2 separate regions of the Mustela erminea genome follow, and region 1 is linked to region 2. A link is a contact called in public Hi-C data. All regions are on one chromosome and are shown on one strand. The core of a region is the stretch at or near the end of the contact, and the rest is flanking DNA. Distances in the headings are between cores, read along the strand shown.

Region 1 (7,369 bases), core at 2,374-4,873, 190 kb after region 2:
TACCATCCATTCTGTCATTTACCTTCCCCTTTTATTCATGGTGATTTTGTTTTGTTTTTATAATTAGGAGCCTGTAGAGGTGTTTTGTTTTGTTTTTGTTTTTGTTTTAAGATTTTATGTATTTGACATAGAGCGAGCACAAGCAGGGGGAGCAGCAGGGAGAGGGAGGACAGGCTCCCCGCTGAGCAAGGAGCCCCATGAGGGACTTGATCCCAGACTCGGGGATCATGACCTGAGCTGAAGGCAGTTGCTTAACCGACTGAGCCACCCATGCATCCCAGGAGCTTGTAGAGGGTTTATGTAATCAAATCTGTTATGTGTCTGCCTTTATATTTTCTTTTCTTTTTTTTTTTTTTTTTTTAAGAGAGAGTGCATGAGGGAGGGGTGGGTGAGTAATGGAAGGTGGGGGGTGCCTGGGTGCCTCAGTGGGTTAAGCCTCTGCCTTCAGCTCAGGTCACGATCTCAGGGTCCTGGGATGGAGCCCCTCGTTGGGCTCTCTGCTCAGCAGAGAGCCTGCTCCTCCTCTCTCTGCCTGCCTCTCTGCCTACTTGTGATCTCTGTCAAATAAATAAAATCTTTAAAAAAAAAAAAAAAAAGGAAGAGGAGGAGAGAGAAGCCGACTGCCCCCCTCACCCAGGGCTCCATCTCAATACCCTGAGATCATGACCTGAGCCAAAATCAAGAGTTGGACGTTTAACCAACCAAGCCACCCAGGCACACCATCTGCCTTTATATTTTCTTTGTTTGCCTTCATAGGCAGAACTCTTAACTGCTCTTGCAGCAGAAAAAAATATTTCCTTATATTTTCTTATGACTCTTTTTGGCATTATTTTTTACATGTAACATTTGAATTTATGTTGGTATATGATGTGACGTTTAAGAACCTAACTGTGTTTAGCAAATGGTTACTAGTCCTCACAGAGTAACTCTCAAGAGAGATGACTGGTAAGCTCCAGCACTGCAGTCTGAGGTATCTGTGATGGGAAAGGTACTCCCGCAGGCTGGGGCGTGGGGGGTAGGGTCATGGACTGTAGCATCCCCCAGCGTGGAAGTGTCAGGAGAGGCATAGGCTGGTATGCGTCTCCTGGAGTGTCCTGGGTTGTCCCCAGCACTGTCCAGTAGAGACTTCCCAATGGGCTCTGGGTCTTTAGAAAGATGTCCAGTTGTAGGTGTGGAGCTGAGCCTCGGATTTAGGCAGTCTGGTCATTCACAGGCCACTGCTCAGGGCCTTACATACTATTCTGAGAGGGCATCAGTTATTATGAGCACAGGTAGCTGATTTCTTGGTTTTAGAGACTTGACTGTGCAGCCTGCCCTTTGGGTGAGCTTGGATTGCTGGGACAATCCACCTCAGTCCTTTCCATGGGGCATTACAGTCTAGCTGCTCTGCCCTGGGGGTCCTCCCCTGTCATGGACACACCCCACCCCCACTTGACCCAGTTGGCTCTTGACTCACATTACAAAACTGCACCTTGCCGCTGCTCATAACCTTGCCCCGTCTCACTGCCAATGACCTGAATTCATTTTCTCTCATAAAGCCTCCTCTTTTTTTTTTTTTTTTCCCCAGAGGAATAGCTGAAGTTCATATCCTTTCCCTCGTGCCTTTCTGCTTTGATCAGCTTCTTCCTACCAAGTCTCCAGAGCCCCCATCTCTAGCCACAGTGTTTAGTTAGCCTCTTTGGTTTCTCAGAAAAGCTCAAAGTGCATGGCTCCTCCCCTTTTGCTTCAGAACTGCATTTCTTTCCTTATTACTCAGTGTCCACACCCAGGGCGGTTGTCTGGATAAAAATCTGCCCCTTTCCCCCAGTCACCTTTTCAGGCCAGATATAGGCACCAGTGAGGAATGGCTGTCTGCCCAGGCCCAGCTAGAAGCTCTTATTTCCTCAGTGGCCTGAGTCTCTGAGATTGTCTGGGCCTCTGGATCCTAAGTCTAGTTCTCTTTCCTTTGCCTTGTCACTCCTCTGCTAAGTTTATTTATTGGGTACCACTAAGCAAAGTTAATGACTGTTCCTGTCTTTAGCCAGAAGGGGAGAAGTTATCTCCCTATCACCCATTTCTGTGAGGTTTTCTAGGACTCTGGACCCACTTCCCAGGTTTGGCTATCCAACGCAGTCAGGGGAGAACTAGGCCATTCTTCTCATCCCAGCTGACACTAAGCAGCTTTGTGACGTTGGATAAGACATCTTCTCTTGGGAAGATAGACTAGATTATCTCAACTCTTCAGCTGTGAGATCATATGAGGCAAGGGAGAGGGGAAAGTAAGTGACTTGATTGTACCTGTTTTGTAGGTTCAGGAGAAGTCCTTTACTCAGTGGGAGTGGAGGAAGGTAGCTGGAGACTTTGGTGGAAACTGCTGGCTCTGAGGGTCCCACCTCACTGATGGCTGGATGAATACCATATGGAATACACCTCTATCAGAGCCATTCACAAACCTGCTCATCATTCAGACTGGGCTTGTCAGGAATCATGTATGGGCCACTTAATTTCTTCTTATCCGTTCTTAGGAAATATGATGCTCTGGGAACCTAAACTAAATGAGTACATCAGCATGCTTATGGGTCTTTGTGTGGTTGTAGGATCTCTATGCTGTGTCCAGTGTGGTGGTGGTAGAGAGCAAAGCTAACCTTTTCCAGGTATTACTGTGGAGTAGAGTCCTGTTTGTGACCTCTTACCCCACCCTGGCTTACCAAAGTTCACCTGGCCTTGGCTACAAGGCTACCTAGCACATGTCGGGCACACAGTAAATATTTGTTAAATGAATGTCATCTGTGACCCTGGGTTTACTACTAGTTTTCTGTCCCTTCTTCATCCTGGCTGGCTTTCTTTCTCTCTTTGGTCTTGTCTTAATTATGATATGTGAAAAGCTCCTTAAAACCACTTGCAGAATTTGAGAAGTTGGTCCTGAACAGTTAGGACATCTTCTGGGATCTAATGCAAATACCTGTACTTTGGCTTTACTTCCTTTCTGCCATCTCATTATGTATGCATCTTAGGGGGTCAGGAAACTGATCTTCATACGTCTTGGAGTTGCATTTGTATGTATGTATGCAATGCTTTGTTTGAGGGAGTGGGGTGGGGTGGAGGGTGGAAGACAGTCTCATTAAGAGAATATCTCTAGCTTGGCATATTAAAAAATTGAGGGATGAACTGGGCATTGGGATGCACAGACTTGAGGAGGAAGACTAAAAATAGAAATCCTTTCATGAGAAAGTACACAGTGATGGGTGGCCTAGGTGTCCCCCTGCTCTAAAGGTACTAAGCACCTAGAAGCCATAATAGAACTTTAGGAACAACTTTTTGGAGATGGCTGGCCTTTGGATCATTCCCAAAGTGTACCTTTGTGCTGAAACATCAGAAGGCTTCTTTTCACTTTGCTTTGAATGAATACAGTTGCCAGCTTCTACCCCAGTTCCATCCCTTTGGAACAGGGAGCTGGGGCTAAAATGTTAAACGGCTCTCCTATTCATTCCCCTCTCCCCTTCTTTTTCTTTTTTTTTTTTTTTAAGATTTTATTAAGAGAGAGAGATCACAAATAGGCAGAGAGGTAGGCAAGGAGGTGGGGGAAGCAGGTTCTCCGCTGAGTAGAGAGCCTGACATGGGGCTTGATCCCAGGACCCTGAGACCATGTCCCGAGCCACAGGCAGAGGCTTAACCCACTGAGCCACCCAGGTGCCCCTCCTCTCTCCTTTTATACCCACCTTGTAGGTATCTCCCACCCCAACTGTGTCCCTTCCCCAGCTGGGGAAACCCTGGCTGATATATTCTGTTTAGCCATTTTCAGTCTCCTGTAGGCAACAACGGCTCAGAAAAAAAGCCTCCTTTATAAACCCTTGCTTTTGCCTAACATCCCCTGGCTGCTGTCCCCACATGACCCAAATAAACAGATGATCATGTGAAGCCAGTAAGGCTGTTTGTTTTAAATAGCAAGCATCTCCACTAAGCTCTGGAGCAGATGGGGTATTGGGGGCAAGGGAGAGACTGGCATTTGACTCTGTTCACCCCACCTTTATCTCAGGCTTACCCACCCATGAAGGAAAAGGTGTCTTCAGAATGCTCCTTTTCAGAGGGGTGCCTACTTAATGGAAAAGAGCTGGTATCCGGCAAGAAGTCAAAAATTGGGCTTGGGCCTCTGTAAGAGACTTCAGGACTATTTGAGTGCTATGACCACTTGAGGACGGCAGAAGATACAGCTGAATGGAGCTCTCTGAGCATCATGGGCCACTGGACAGAATAGTACAGTGCTGACCCCAAACAAAAAATTTGGTCAACATTGTTGCAGGTAACTGTTACGTTATATAAACTGTTTAGTGCCCCACCCCAGCATACACACCTGTGTATTGCCTTCAAACTTCTCATTTTCTTTGGTTGTTCTGTGGGCCAGGCCAGCCACACTAGTAGCAGGTGGCAGATATCTAAATGGAAGCAATTTAAGGACCAGCACAGATCTCGCCCTCCCAAGAGAAGGGCATTCATCCCAGGACACCTGGGCTCCGTTGTTCCCACCCTCTCCCCCACCTTCCTTTCCAGATCCATCACAAGCCAAGCCAGTGGCACCTGGACGTGTGTAATGGCCTCTGCTCAGTTACAGATGCTAGGGCATCAAATGTGTGAAGATCAGATCCTTCCATAGACTGCTGCTGGCAAACAGTCCCCTTCCTTCTCTTCACTAGGTTCTTGATTTCCAAGATCCGTGCAGGTTTTCTTTCCTTGGTATGTATTATGCCCTCAAAGGAAGGGAGCAAAGCCAGCAGGCATGCATTTGTACCGGCTTTCTGTGCCTCTAAGCTAGACCCCAAAATAGGAACATAGCCCTCCAAGGGCACAATGGGGTTGGGATGGGATGGGAAGAGATGGGTTGGCAGGATGGTCTGCCACTCAGCTGTCCTCATTACGTTTTGCTTTGTAGCTTTGATGGTGAATCCCAGGCTGCAGGATTCTGAACCCAGCTGGCATTGTCCCATTCTGAACTGGTAGCAAAAAAGGAATTTAAGGCTAGGACGCAGGGGCCAAAGGACTGCAGGCATTGGGCCCACAGAGCTGTACATGTGTTAGGGTGCTACCAAAGTGCCTTCAGTCGGTCTTTGTGTAACTACCAACTCTACCAGTGGGGCTTGTGTGGCCTGTGCCAAAAGAAGCAGAACAGCAGGGTTTCAGGTGAAGATTTTGGAGACCCAGACTATAGTATATTAAGTGGACAACTTCCTGTGCAGACAGTTTGATACTCCTACACGATTTTTTTCGAATTGGGTGCCCTGCCCTGTTTCAGAACTGCCTTCAGAAGAGTCGTCGACGGGGTCAAGGATAAATACTCCTTCCTCCAGGGCATGCAGCAGTTGGAATACCGAGTGACTTCAGACAAGTCCTCTCTCGTGTCTGGGCCTCAGTTTCCTTATCTGCAAAATGAGACTACTTATGCTGACAAAGGTCTAACTTTATGATCGTACCGCAGGCAGCCCCAAACACTAGCTCAAGTAGCGGCGGCAGCGAGCGCCAGCCCGGGGTCCCGCCCTCTTGGCGAGCGCGGTGGAGACCAGGCAGAGCGTCCCGACCCCCAGCCCCGCCCGCGGCCTCAACCGCCCAGCGGCTGGCAGGGCCAGGCTTCCGCCCTCCACGTTGTTGTTCCCGATTTGGGCCCCGCCCCCTTGGTCTCGGCCGCGGACGCCCTGCGTTAACTGCCCCCGCCCAGGCCCCGTAGCAAAGGGTGGCCTGTGGGGGCATCAACATTAGATAGGCGTGGACAAAGAAGAATTTGGGGGTAGAAAAGAGAGACTTGATTTGGAAGGAAGGGTGATGAAAAGTAAAGGGTAGGCCACGGCACAACTGCAGAATTTTCCTCTCGGCGTCTCACCCTCCGTTCTTAGAGTGGACCCATCCGCACCTAAGAATGTGACCGTGTTAGACACTGGCCCTTTAAACAGAAGGCTGGCGGCGCGGGGTGTCCATGTGGAGCTGCTCCATGCCGTGTTGTCCTGCCCGCCCATTGGCCCTTGGCCCGGTGACGTCGTCTAATAGGATGCGAACGCACTGCGGGGGGAGGAACGGAGGCAAAACGAGGAACCGGATTATCGCTCCGCTCCCTCCGCCTGTCTCTGGCAGCCTCCTGCCGTCAGCTCCGCCCACGGGCGGATCCCGGGGGAATTGCGACAGCCGGGGTGGTTGCAGGAATTAGGTCACGTGTGGGTAGGGAGCGGAGACCCAGGGGTCAGGCCAGTCTTCTAAGTCATCCTAAGGTTTCCCTGACCTGGAATATCCTTATTTGAGCTAACTTAAGTCTTAAATTTTCCACCCCTCTTTTCTTCCAGCAGGACACACTTCGTTGTGAATGACCGCAACACGCAGCCCTTGCTCAACTTGTGGCTTGCCATCGGGGCGGGGCGAGGAGAGAAAGCGGAAATGCAGGGCGCGAGCGGGGCGGGTTATTCTCCCACCCCCACCCAGGCCACGTGTGCGCGCGCCGTCCTATAGTGGGCGGGGCAAGCCCGCTCAGCACCCCGCCCCTCCCTTCCTGAGACGCCGCGGCCCTGCGGGCGGGGGCTCCGGTCCGGGCTTTGGCTGCGGCCCCGGTGTAGTAGCGGGGGCGGCGGCCGGGGGCAGCGCGGCTCCTTCCCTTGTTGTGTGTGTCGGTGCCTCCTCGCCATCTTGTTGCAAAGCCTTTTCTTGTCGGCGGGACTCCCGGGGGCCGCGGGGCGGGAGGCATCAGAGGGGGAAAAAGAGAGGGAGGGGAAGGAGGGAGGCAGTGCCGCCTTTTGTTTTTTTGCACCAAAATTTTTTAAATTTGCAAATTATATTTTGCAAATATTTTGGGAAACATTAATTTTTTCTCTCCGTGCTCTCCCATTCTTCCTTGCGGAGTGCGCTGCGCCGCCCAGCCCTGTCGCCCCCCGGAGGTGATCCCTCCCTCCTGCCTGCCCGCCAGCCTGACCTGTGCCCCTCTCGCGGGCCGCAGTCTCGGCCCCGGCGCGCCCCCGGCAGCTCTCGGCGCGATGAGCATAGAGACGCTACTGGAGGCGGCCCGCTTCCTGGAATGGCAAGCGCAGCAACAACAGAGAGCACGTGGTGAGCGGCCGGGCTGGGCCCCTGGGGCACCGGGGAAGGGGAGACGAGCGACCCTGATCTCCGAAACCGCGGGCAGGACGCCTTCCTGGGCTGCCCGCGAAGCCGGGCAGCTCAAGGTTTCGCACAAGAGCCGCCGCCCGGGGAGAAGTGTTGGGGGCAGTAAAATTAATTAATGAATTCATTAACATGCAGAGAGGGACTCGGCTCCTGTGGGCGCCACCTCAGTTGCCTGCCACCCCGTGTGCACCTTTCGTGGGGGCTCCTTTCGCGTGGGCCAGCGGCGCCCTCGGTAGCGCTGAAGATGTGTGAGTCG
Region 2 (7,531 bases), core at 2,603-5,102:
TATTTTCAAACAGAGACTTTGAAGCAAATTAAAAAATCTCTTTTAGGACCACAGCAGACATGGCCAGCTCAGTTTAAAACCAACTGAGCCTTATGTCCCTTTGGCAAAAGAGTATGTGACTCACTACTATAGAACTCAATGGAAAGAATTGGAAAATTCATTCTGGTTGCCCTAAGATTTTCCTTTGAGTTTGTTTTTTAAAGACACCTCCATATACTAACATTGTCAACTTCCATAGTTTCTATGGCTTGTTTATAAAGATGACTAAGTTGTGAGTAAGATGAGCCATATGAAAACAAAAAGTAAGGTCCTATTTTTTTCTTGAGTACCTAAAATACGAGCCACAAGGTGTATATATGCAAATATGTGTAATACACATTGGCATTCATATTATTTAATACATAAAAGAAAAACATTTACATTGAAAAAATAAAATAGAGACAATGAAACATGGAAGTTCTAGCTAGAGAGAGAAGTCATGATACTGATTTTTTCCTTCCAGAAACATCTCCAAATTTCCAATATACTAAAATTATTTTAATTGGAAAAATGGATACCAAATAATTCTACTAAAAAATTGAAATCTATGCCAATCTCATTAAAAATTTTATAAACAGGGGTGCCTGGGTGGCTCAGTGGGTTAAAGCCTCTGCCTTCGGCACAGGTCATGATCCCAGGGTCCTGGGATCGCCCCGCATCGGGCTCTCTGTACAGCGGGGAGCCTGCTTCCCTTCCTATCTCTCTCTCTGCCTGCCTCTCTGCCTACTTGTATCTCTGTAAAAAAAAAAAATAATAAAATAAATTATAAATACAGGATTATGAAGAATTTTAAAAACTGATCTCCAAACTAAGCAAAAGATCCTGTCATGTGTATCAGAAACATCCACATATACATATTTGGAACTAAAGCTCTCTTAAACCAAATTATTTTACGCTCCTGATCAATGAATAGTCTACTGAAAAAAATCAACACTCTTACTGCACTTTTATACCTTAAAATAGTAAGATGGAAATATGTGACATAAAGTAGTGAATTACCATTCCCTACCTCACTCATTCCTCAACATATGAACTCTTCTACCTTCTGATCACATTAAAATAAAAAAAGTGTGAAAATATATCATACACTGACAAACAGTCTTAAATCTCATCAAAATCACATTTACCACGTGAATCTGACATTCTTTTGAAGATATCTATTTACATGAATGCTTGATGCAAGACACTAAAGTGACCTACCCTCTCTATGGTAGAACCTTACAAAAGGTCCCTTTCAAGGAACAACACAAGAAGAAAACCTTTATAAATAGCCTTTAACACAAATTATCTTATCTTTTTTACTCATCTTTGATATTATTAAAAAATAAGATTTACTGTTTCAATCCAAACTAAAGTAAAAGAAAACAACTATAGTATTCTCATTTAGATTTTTGCCATATTTTCAGTTACTATTTCTTGCCAAATATTTCCGGCATTCGTTAACTTACACTTAACTTGACTAAAATAATAAAAAAAAAATTAACACAGGTTGTCTATATATGTGTGTATGTATACACAAATACAGAAAGACAATAAGTGTCCCTGTTTTAGGGCAGGGACATTGCTTTTTACCCCCATCATTCAATACCCACCTTGCAAAAATGGTGGAAACTAAAAGCATCAGATTTTAAAATTTACTACAGAGAAATGCCTTTGTTGTAGCACCAATTAGTATAAAATAACCTTACAAAACATAAGCAGAAGAAAAATGCTATGAAAGGGCAATCTAGCATTTCACAGCTTCTGCTCTCTTACTCCACCCAGTCTCCTCAGCTCAATGGCTGTTCACAGCATCCACAAATATTAGCCCATTTTTAAAAGGGGAGGGGATAGGTACCAAAATAGGGTTATCTCTATCAAAATCAATACATACAGAAATATCTCATAAAAAAATTGGGTTTCTTTCTCTAAATTATAAAACAAATTTAAAAATAACAGCTTCAAATTTGTTTTAAGAGATCCTCCCCTTCTGAACAATCCAAACAATGATCATTTATAATAAGACATGAAAGAATAAATCACCCTAAAGACAGATTACACTTATGCTTTAATAAAAACTGCAATTTGCAATTGCCAGTTATTTTGCAAAACTGTGTCTTGAAAGACACCCATGAGAGATTAAAAGCTAGCTGATGTCTTAGAAGCAAATCAGAATTTTTTAAGTAAAAGCTTTTTATATATTCAATATTATATCACTGCCAAAATATCCAGGCAGGAAATTTTCCAGATTAAGAAACCTTAAAGCAATCAAGCCCTGCTGCAGAAAAAAACAAACAAACAAACAAACAAACAAACAAAACAAAACAAAAAAAAATTTTTTAAGCAAATACTACTGTGGCAAAAGAGGAGGGATGACATTACTGGTATGAAAGGCCCAAGCTCTTTCCTCCGCCCTAGTCTCAAGATGAAATTCACACAAAACAACCCACTTCCCAATAAAAACAGAATTACCAAAAATGGCATATATTTTTTGTTTAGCCTTTAAAACGTTATGAATCTCCAGGACTACGTGCTGAAATAGAGGTCGGGATAACAGTAATATCTTTATTCTCTCCCGATTGCCTCTAAGGAAGGGGGGGGGGGTACCTTGGCATGACATCGCCCACTGAGAATGAAACCACAAATCTGGTTCTTCTCTTCAAAAGCACAAATTCTTAACCAAAAGGTTGATGTAATTTGGACCCAAACCCCAACCCCAAAAGAAAATTTCCTGCCCTCCTCCCGGGGAGTTTCTTGCTAAGTCACTGAAGAAAGGCAGAAAAACAAATAAAGCCAAGGCACCTTGCTTGCTCTCTTATCTATAATACTGAAAACCTACTCCACTTCTCTACTGCTTAGAGAGACAGAGAGTTAAAATTTGCCCACCAGCTCAAAGACATTTTCTATTTTTTTCACCTGGGAGACTAAAGAAGGCACTGCGTTTCCTAAAGGAGTGGGGAGATAAGATGAAGGGGAATGGCTGAGGGCCTCGAAGCTGTCTTACAACGTCAAAAGGCAACTCCCGTCTCAGGAGCCAGTGGCAGAAAAGAAAAACCTGCCAGATTCGGTGGGTGGATGCTGCGGATGGTTCGGTGGGTCGGCCGCTCCTCTGGAGAGGGTGTAGAGCCTGGACCACCGCACAGAGGGACCAGTGAAGGGCTGGGCCATCCTCCTCAGATCAACCCCATCCTAAGGACAGGTGGGGGACGGAACGCCTGAAGGCCTGTGGGTGCCAAGGCCGCGCGGAGCTGAGCGCAGTCCCCGAGCCGCCAACTCCGGGTGGGGTGGGGACTGCGGAGCTCGCCTTCCGCGGCCAGGGAGAAGAGGGCCAAACCCTTTCCCCAAGATCAGACAGCGACCTGCTCTCCACGCCCTTCCTACCCAAGAATACTTTTCTTGCTAAGTCACTGAGGGAGGAGGGCGATCTCTTCCCGGGGAGGGCCGCGGGTGGAGTCGCGGCGACTCCGGCACCCCCGAACCCGGGCCGGGGAAGGAGGGGAGCAAGGGCAGCGCCCTCCCCGGCCTGTCCCCCCTCCTCCCGTGTCTCTCACTCAACGGCCGTCGCGGCCGCCATTTTGAGAGCGAGGAGAGAAGAAGAAGGAGGAGGCGGCGGCAGGGGGAGGGGAGAATGGGAGGGAGGGGACCGGCGCAGCCACCTCGTCAGGCCGCCCGGCCCGGCCCGCAGCCGCCCGAGCGCTGTGGAGAAGACAGAGAGGAGGGCGCAGACCCTCGCCGCCTTACCGGAGCGCTGCACCGCCGCCTCCGCAGGGCCTCTTCCGTCCTTCACTCCCATCCACCGGCGGGGGAGGGGGAGAGGGAGAGGGAAGGGAGGAAGGAGGGAGGGAGGGAAGGAGGGAGGGGGAGGATGGCGCGCTGGGCCCGGTCCCGGGAAGGGGGAGGGGAGGGGAGCGGGCGGGCTCCTCAGCCGTTCCGGGGCTCGAGCCCAAGCTTGGCGCTCGCGGTTTCTCTCGCTCGCGCCCGAGCTCTCCTCCTTCTCTTTCTCGCTCCTTGGGCTCCGGGATCGCTGCTCGTTCGCTCGCTCACTCGCTATCTCAGTAGCCGGACTCCGCCGCCGCCCCGCCGCTCCAGCTCCGTCTGTCACAGGAGCTGCCCCAACGCCCTGACGTCACCGCGCCGCCGCTGCCGCCGCCGCCGCCGCCGCCGCCCCAAACCCGCGGGGATGAGAGGGGGGGGGGGGGCCGGGAGCGGAGAGGGCTGCGGCGCATGCGCCGGCCTGGGCCGGGCCCTAAGCCGCGCAGCCTTCCGCTTAGCGGGCGGGTGTGCGATGCAGTTTGGCGGTACAGAGTGGCGGTCTGTCGAGTTTGCGCAGGAGGTGCGCCTTCTCGCGTTCTGCTCGCCTCTGTAATCTTGGGTTCCTTTTTCCTAGACTCGCGTCTGACGGTTCAGGGACCTCATGAATTCCGGCTCTGTTCACCTCCCCGCCCTGCTTTTGCCCACAAACAGAGCTGTCCCCGTTTCTCCCGGCCAACAGCGGGGACCCGTTGGGACCCGTGGATTGCGGGCCCCGATGGGCTTCAGAATAAAGTGGAGCTCGGGCCAAGCTACGTCCGGCCTTCGGCTTTATTTCCCAGTTTGGTGGGGGCGAAGAGGAGGGAAGTCTATTGGATTGGTTTGGAGAGAGGAGCTGTTGAGGTTAAAAGGCTGATGGAAAGCCCAATTGTTTCATTTTTTATTACAGATCTTTAATTTGGAGGATTCGCTTTTAGACATGATTCAGCTATTCTTTTCCTTAGTCACACACACGTTTGAGACACTTGAAGTCTCAAAACTGACCCCCAAAGAAAGACCTGGAACTGTAATCTCAGAAGGTGCTCACGCCTTCGTGTGTGTGCGTGTGTGTGTGTGTGTGTGTGTGTTTGGTAAATTATAGGTTAATATACTAATGACGAATAAGTCTTGCGGATTTGCAGTCTATTTATTCCACACAGAGCTATTTGATTTAAAACAGGCCAGATTTATATTGCACTGTATGTTAACTAAAATTGAAAATAAAATAAAATGGGCTTAATTTGAAGTTCTGAACTTTTCAATATGGAACAGTCCCTTAATAAAAGGTATCTAGTGTGATTATCTATCTATTAAGTTTATATTGTCCAAGGAAACTCGTTTCCTAAAACGTAGGTTTAGGCTTATGTTTATTGATTTTATTAATTCCCTTTATGTAGGTAAATGCATACACTGACCTTAAGAAGCAGCTGGGTTAATGAAAGAGAGGACTTGGGCATGAATCCTGGATCAGCCATTTACCGGAAGTGCAACCTTGGCTAAATTACTCTCTGACCTAGGTTTCTCCATAAAACAGACCTAATAAATAGCCAGCTTACAAGGCTTCTGTGAGAAATGGAGAGATGATGCTGCATTTGTGATATATAGTACCTTAGTGGGGAATCCTAGGTAATCATGTAACCATTTCTGCTGCCTGATACCAAAGCAAGTTTCCTTTTCCAGAGAAAGATTGTCTCTATCCCTGAAGGTGTTCAGGAGGAGCATGAGTGAGGGATGGTTGTCTGGAGGGCTTGGGTTTTTCTTTACCAAGGCAGGGAAGGAAATCAAAAGGTCTCTGGAAGGTCTTTTTCAGGTTTACAGCTTTGGAATTCTTAAGTTGGACAAAGACAACAAGAGGAGGCACAGAGGTTTGGTCTGTGCTGTGTCCCCTAACAGTCAGTAAACATGAAATAAATTAACCTTTCTTGTTCTAAGAATCTACCTTTGGTTCATTTTTACCTTTTAAAATATTTATTGTTGGGGACACCTGGGTGGCTCAGTTGGTTTGACGACTGCCTTCGGCTCAGGTCATGATCCTGGAGTCCCGGGATCGAGTCCTGCATCGAGCTCCCAGCTCCATGGGAAGTCTGCTTCTCTCTCTGACCTTCTCCTCGTTCATGCTCTCTCTCACTGTCTCTCTCTCAAGTAAATAAATAAAATCTTTAAAAAAAAATTTATTGTTGTGTGATATCACACTCCCTGGTATTTAATCAGCTGAGTAAATCAGTTATTTTTAAAATGAATGTTCCAAAAGCCAACAGAATTACCCAGAAAGAAATCAGAATCACATTGATAAACACTGATTTAAGACAAATAGGTAGTAGTGATTGCTGTAAACCTTGAGCTCATGGACTCATGTATTTAGAATCTTTAAAATCTGTTTTTATGTGATTACACGATAAATTGAGATCAGCTTTTATTTCTGTAGCACTCCTTTAAAGTACAAACCCCCTTGGGAGGAATGTATAAAAACTTTCCTTGGATTATAATTTTTCCAAATGGAAATGAAACTGTGTTATATGCCTAACTTGATGTGGAGTGATGTGTTATGGTTCTGTGCACTTTCTTTTCAGTTGCTCAAATGATAGATCCATCTTAATAAACACTTGTCTTTTAAGAATGGAGAATCAGGACATCTATGCCATCCATCATAATTCATAAGGATTACTAGAATCTACTACATCTATCCAGAAAACATTTAATAATGAATATTGTGGATGATGTTTCTTGAGAAAAGAGTAAGTATAAACATCGATTTGACTTACCACAATTTAACAATCTCCCCATTCATTTGAATTGCAGATCTTTGTTTTTTCAGCAGACATTTTCAAAATGGAAACATTTGTTTCAATTGCTGCAGTAAAATTAGTGTTAGTTTAAACAATTCTGCAAATAAGCTGACTGGAAGAAACACTCCAAAAATACTATTGGGGAGAGGACAAAATGTCTTCTAAAATCTGTTTACAATGAGCACAAATTTTTTTCTTTTTTTAAATTATTACTTGTATTATCACTTTTTAATTCCACTATAGTTAACATACAGTGTTATATTGGTTTCAGTTATAACAATTAGCACAAATGTTAAAACTTTGTTTTGAGAATTAAACTGCCCTTTGTTTATAGGCAAAGACACATTGTTGTATGTTCATATCTGATAGAAAGCAATTAGCAAATGGTGAGAAGATAGCTTTCAGGTATACAATTTATGTGAATCAAAGTCCCATCAGAAAACCATGACCCAACTGGCAAGAGACTCACTGTAGGAGATTTTAGCTAATTAATTTGTGTACCTGCGTTTCTCCAAAGCATGGGCATGTCAGTGAGGGCAGGTCCAACTAAACCAGTCATTCTTCATCTCAGCATCATGACATCCTCATGTGTCACAAACATTGGGAAGCCATAGAAACAAAGACTATAAGGTGAAACTCTCAACCCAGACATAGAAAAAATGTTTACAAGCTGCACTTTGTAATCTGAAAACTTTTAAAATATATAGAGAAAAATAATTTGTAAAATGCTAACATAAAGAAACAATACAAAAGGACATGTCAAATTCATTCTAGATGTCACCACCATAGACCATGAGGAAAGTAAAACAAGCTTTCTTCTTTTTATGTCTGTGTGTACACCTAGTAGAGTAAAAGATTCTGAGAGGACTCAAAGAAGGCTTTATGGGGGAGGTGATTTAAAGCAGACCTTTAAAAAATGGCTAGAATTTTAATTCACT

What was found. A called contact is a pair of places that touch in the nucleus more often than the background predicts.
Region 1: a contact with region 2 is called in a Hi-C map of spleen, with 6 times the contacts expected there. The contact joins the promoter of MNT here to the promoter of PAFAH1B1 in region 2. A contact is called at or near these places in 2 of 3 Hi-C or Micro-C datasets (skeletal muscle and spleen).

The regions. Positions count from the first base shown.
Region 1 is chr18:16,100,508-16,107,876 of mMusErm1.Pri, forward strand. It overlaps MNT (max-binding protein MNT), which reads left to right and starts at 3,624. Exons shown (of 6, transcript XM_032320416.1): 1 at 3,624-7,056. The coding sequence starts at 6,984.
Region 2 is chr18:15,912,765-15,920,295 of mMusErm1.Pri, forward strand. It overlaps PAFAH1B1 (platelet-activating factor acetylhydrolase IB subunit alpha), which reads right to left and starts at 3,853. Exons shown (of 11, transcript XM_032319412.1): 1 at 3,760-3,853.